2 separate regions of the Sus scrofa genome follow, and region 2 is linked to region 1. The links are chromatin contacts, called in public promoter capture Hi-C maps. All regions are on one chromosome and are shown on one strand. Each heading gives the region's core, a stretch centred on a gene start, on an enhancer-like site or on the middle of the called end of the contact. The rest is flanking DNA. Distances are from core to core; before and after follow the strand shown.

Region 1 (2,700 bases), core at 58-2,557:
ACCCAAGTTGCTTGACATTTTAAATGGCACTAATTATTGGAACTAATATATAGCAAGTAACTTCAAGTGAGAGAAGATTCACAGTGAGACTGCAAGAAGATACACAGTGAGACTCTTGATGGAGACCACAAACAGCTTTTGGCGTGTGGAGGAGAAAAAGCCTGTAGATGAGAGAACAAGATGCCAAGAATAAATATAAACCAATAAATATAAACCTTATGTGCAAACAGCTGGCCTTGAGAAAAGATAAAAATCCTGTACTTGCTTTTTGGAAAGAGCTTTTGTTCAAAATGTTTCAAAAGACCATGAGAATGGCAAAAGTATTTTGTCTTCAAATAAAGCACAAGTTCTTTACTATCTTATCTTTTTGATTCACTTCTATATTTTTCTTTGTGATTAAAAAGGCTTTAGGGCTTGTTTCCACTTCTTTGGTGGGAAAGGTACAGAATCTTTCTTTGCTTCCCTTGGTTTTGCCTAGAGAAAGATTCAGCAAGAGTAAACTATTACTGGTTACTAGTGAGCTAAATCTAGTACTACATTACTTAAAAAAATAATTAACCCTTCCCTTCTCTTCTTCCAAATGGTAGTCATCACTCTTCTCCTGCAAGTCTTCTCAATCATACGTTTGACAGCATACTTTTTTGAAAATGAGTTTGTAGTAATTATCAAAATAGAAATGTACGGCTGAAGTTGTATTAATACAACAAACGATATGAGCATTATTACAATTCTGATTGTGCAAATAAGCTCTCATACGGATAATTTCAAAAAGGACGTTTACAAATTTTTTTTAAACTTATTCTTGAATATTTGACTTGAATGGATAGACCTCGTGTTCTCGAAAAATCCCTTTCATATCCTCGGGGGGGGGGGGCTCTTCCTTTTTCATACTGTTAAAAGTTGACTAAAGAACCTGGAAAACTGCTCTATCTCCTCACCATGGTTACCATCCTCAATCCTGGACATTAGCTCTGCAGTGGAACTATGTACCCTTAATTGTAAACGTGATTCATGATTTTTCCTGTCTTACAACTTAAGGGAAACTGAAGAGCCTGTTAAAGAAGCCCAGCATTTAAAGGAGCCTCAAGTGGAACGTCGCCCACTTTCTCGCCCGTCTCATCTGAGGAAAACTCCCGGGCGAAACTCCGCGGGTGTGCTCCTCTGCTCCTCTTCCGCAAAGAGCCCCGCCCCACCCGGCGAAGCCCGAGCACCGCCCTGAAGCGGGACTGCGGGGCCGCCCCGCCCCAACTCCGTCTTTTCCCGCCCAGACCCCGCGCCTTCCGTAAGGAGGCGTGGCCCGCAGGAAGTTCTCGCGTTACGGAGAGATAGGGATTTCCGGCTCCGGTATCATGGACGGCTCCTACCCAGAAGAGTCTCACACTGCGGTTGGTGGGAAGAGGCAGCAGTTTGGGAGCCGGTTCCTGAGCGACCCGGCTCGCGTTTTCCACCACAATGCCTGGTAACCGCCCTGCCCCTCGCCCGAACTGCGGCTCGCTTTCTGCCCCGGAGCCGTGGATCATTCCGAGAAGCCCCTGACGGCCAGCCTTGAGTCCCACTCCCTGCTCGAGGCGCTCTTCTCCCACAGGAGAGGCGCTCCGGAGCCAGAGACTCACCTGCCAGCAGCGGGAACCTGAGGCCCCTAAGCTGCCCGTTTGATTTTCCCAGGGACAATGTGGAGTGGTCGGAAGAGCAGGCCGCCGCGGCGGAAAGGAAAGTCCAGGAGAACAGTAGCCAGCGCGTGTGCCAGGAAAAGCAAGGTGCGCCCAGTGGGCCCTAAATGGTATCGACAATCAGTGTACTGCTGGACGTGCTATTCCGGAGAGGCCAGAGAACCGAGGCCGCCGGGAATCTTGGTTACTGGATTGGTACCGAACTCAGGGGTAGAAAGGGAGGAGGAGGGGATGGGCAAGGATAGAAAAAGGGCTGCGCCTTAAATCTTGTTAGGGGCATAGAGGGAGTTTTGGTTTTGGTTTTTTATTTGGAAGAAGGCACCTGTATTTGATAGCATTTTTTAGTGATTTAACTGAAGATTAATATGTCTAACTATGGCAGCCATATAGTCACATGATTGCTTAGAGGATGTACTTTCTGCATCCTTATACTTTGAGGAAATATTGCCATTAAAGCTAAATTCAAGTGGTCACATTCTAAATATCGTTTTGCAAGGGGGGGTTGGCTAATGACTGGTGAATTATGTGTCTTTTCCTTGCATGATGGCTATGGGAATATAGGGGCTTCTGCCAAGGAAAGATGGATGAAGCAGAGTGGAGATAAGTTTGGTCAAAGAAAAAGAGGCTGCTTCTGGAGAGGTGGATGATTTCAATGCAAAATATCCCTAGATACTAAAACTAGGACTGGTTGGCACCTTGTCCTAAGTGTCAGTGGAAGGTAGGACCAGAAATTGGAAGAGTAGTACCCTCTGAAATAGTTCTGAGCAATAATTAGACAATTCCAGCTACAAGATATTCACCCTACCTAGTTTGACAAAGACTAAAAGCAAGGTTGAAAGGGATTTTGAAAATCATATAGTCCAATATCCTCTTTTCACAGTTAAAGAAACTTGGACCTCGGGACATTAAGTGCCTTGCCCAGAGGTAAGCAGTTAGTTAGTAGTAGTGGTGGAACTGAAATCCATTTTCTTAGGTTTTTATTCTTCCTACTACACTAGTCAAGGCCCTGCATTAGCAAAGAGCAAGGAAA
Region 2 (2,700 bases), core at 76-2,575, 440 kb before region 1:
TGGGAGGTCTGAGGAGGGAATGCCCACCTTTGCTGAGGGTGGGGGCATCAGACAAGATTACTTGGAAGAGGTGACATCTGAGATGTTTTGAAAGATAAGTGGAATTTTCCAAGCAGAAAAAAGAAGTAAGATCAGTCAGATAGAAAGGCCTGGAGTGTTTGGGAATGCTAAGTATATTCTAGGGCTAGGCTGGAGATCTGAGCCAGGGCCAGTTTTCAGGCATCTTGTGTGTCTTGAGGGCTTGAGGAAGCAACAGGTTTTCCAGGCAGCCATAAAGCCTTTAGAGGAGCCCAGGAACTGGAGAGATATCCAAATTCTGCCTTATGTTTCAGGCCTTGTTTTTTTGTTTTTTGTTTTTTTAAATCATCTTAGAGCTATCCATTGAGACAGCCTGCACCCGCCCCTGTCCCTGGTGGCCTCCTGTTCACAGCCCTAGTATTTTGCCTCTTTGAACTTTGAAGTTTCTAGTTTGGGGAAGACCCAGAGTCTATGAGGCAGGACTGGGGAAAAGCAGAAGGGCTTTGAAGAGAATGCAGTAAAGTTCCAAGGCCTGTAGGTTTGCATGGAGGCCATATATTGACTGTGTTCTGAAACTTTTATCAGATACTCTGAGCGAGCATTTGAAGAGAAAGTCCCTTTGTGGACTTCAACTGCACACACAAACTTAAGATGTGGTTTTGTCCTCTAGAGGCTTACGGTCTACGGGAAAACCAAACTACTCCCCAGATAAAAATTAGTGAATAATAAAGGACTAAGCCCGTGCCTGGCACCGAGTAGGCATTCAATAGGTTTGTCAAGTAAATGCACGAATATGTGAGTGAATGAAACTCAAGGTTCGGACAGAAAGTGCCCAAGGAGAATTCAGGTGAGAGAGAGAGAGAGAGAAAAAAAAAAAAAAAAAAAAAAAAAAAAAAGAAAGAAAGAAAGAAAGAAAGAAAGAAAAAGAGCCACGTGGGCGTCTCCGGGGAGATGACCTAGGTCCGGAGAGGGGCCACAGGCGCCTGGATTTTCTAAGCATACCAGGTGCCAGCGCGGACCCTGGGACCAGGACATCTGTGGAGGATGCGCCCTCGCCCGCCCCGGGTCTCAGTCGTGCCTGACTTGCAGGCAGGCGGATGCTCGCGGGCTGAGCTGAGGCGGCGAGAGAGGAGCGACGGTTTCCAACTTCCCTCTCTGTTCTGGAGGGTCCAGCAAAGGACCTGAGGGGAGGAAGCGCAAGTCCACGGCCCGCCCCGTTGCGTCCCACCCACAGCGTCCCCTCCCCTCTGGCTGCGGGAAAAGCGGCCGCAGGCGCCGCTGCTCGCTGTGGGGAGGGAGGGCACAGCTGAGGCGGAGGGCGGCAGCGGGTGGACGAGATGCGAGCGCGGCCGCTCTGGGCCGCTGTGCTGGTGGTGGGGGCGCTGGCGGGCGTCGGCGTCGGAGGTGAGTGAGGCTCCCGCGCGGCGGGACGCAGCTCTTCGGGGAGCCGTGCCGCGCATTCTGCCGCAGCCGCGTGTGCAGACTTGGAGCGGGGAAAGCGGGCGGGCGGGTCCTGCGCGGCTGAGCTCGGAGTGCTCAGGGCCAGGCTGGGGACCTTCGGCTGTGGCAACGGCGAGGGGCTACCTAGGGGCGGGTCGTCCGCGACGCCGAAGCGAGCCCTTAGTTAGCGAGGTTAGGCGCCTGCTCGCGGTGTCGGCGAGCGCGGCGCCGGGGGCGCATCTCTGAGCCCCGAGTTCAGCCCGGGTTGCGCGCGTCGCAGGTGGTCCTGGCCGCGCGAAGGCAGACTGGGTCCGGTAACCGAGGCGAGCTGGGGCTTCCCAGAGCTGGTCCGCATCTTGACAGAGGGATGTGCTTCTCGGATAAGAGAACGTGCGCGCGCAGATTTACCCGTTACTCCTCATTCCTTTTTCTCTTTGTGTTATACTTTTCCCAAATTTTTGTTTTTTACTTGGTGGCTCCCAGCGGGAGCAACTCTGAGGAGGATGAGGGCTCTGCCTCCTACAGGGTCCCTGGGCGGCAGCCGTGCCTCTGCTTCCGGGACAAACCCAGCATCCGAAAAGGTCTCCGGTGTAGGCGAGCAGCCACACCAGGGGTCCCCTGGAGCTGGCTTGGCTCCCTGGCTTTGTCTGTCTTGCCGCTGCACCCGCTATCAACTGCCGAGGCAGCTGGCACTCGGCCTCATTGGTGCTGGGAGGGGCAGAGCACAGCCCGGGGGTGCTGCCCTTGGTCTTTCCGGAGCCCGAGTGACCTTTCCAGGGAGAACTCTGGCTCCTGATACACAGCAACGTTCCTCTGCAGAGGACTCAACAGGTGTGCACATATTACCTTAAAAGAAAAGAGTGGTACTCACTGTAAAGCAATTTAGAGCCTGCAGAGGATATTTTTTTAAAGTAAGATTTATTGCTAAGCCCATTTGGAGAATAATTATTCAGAAAGACTTGATGACTCGTGTATAAGAGATTGTACCTGACAGGGCAACAGTATCTTTTTTTTTTTTTAACACTTCATTGAGGTATGATTGACAACAAAAAGCTGTATATATTTAATGTATATTACTTGAGTTTGGATATAATTATAGACTCATGAAACCATCACCACAATTTATGATCCATAACTTGATGAAGGAGTTACAAATAATATATAGGGGGCTGTTTAAGTTATTACTGCCGAGGCTTCCTATGTGATAAATGCTCAAACAAGTCAACTGATGCCTTTATTCTG

Evidence for each region. Promoter capture Hi-C pulls out the DNA fragments that hold promoters and counts their contacts.
Region 2: a contact with region 1 is called in a promoter capture Hi-C map of fetal skeletal muscle, with 4 times the contacts expected there. The contact joins the promoter of ITGB3 here to the promoter of METTL2A in region 1. A contact is called at or near these places in 2 of 5 promoter capture datasets (fetal liver and fetal skeletal muscle) and 2 of 47 Hi-C or Micro-C datasets (brain and fetal skeletal muscle).

What each region holds. Positions count from the first base shown.
Region 1 is chr12:16,307,163-16,309,862 of Sscrofa11.1, reverse strand. METTL2A (methyltransferase-like protein 2A) reads left to right here and starts at 1,307. Exons shown (of 9, transcript XM_003131301.5): 1 at 1,307-1,459; 2 at 1,666-1,757. The coding sequence starts at 1,350.
Region 2 is chr12:16,750,853-16,753,552 of Sscrofa11.1, reverse strand. ITGB3 (integrin subunit beta 3) reads left to right here and starts at 1,325. Exons shown (of 15, transcript NM_214002.1): 1 at 1,325-1,422. The coding sequence starts at 1,356.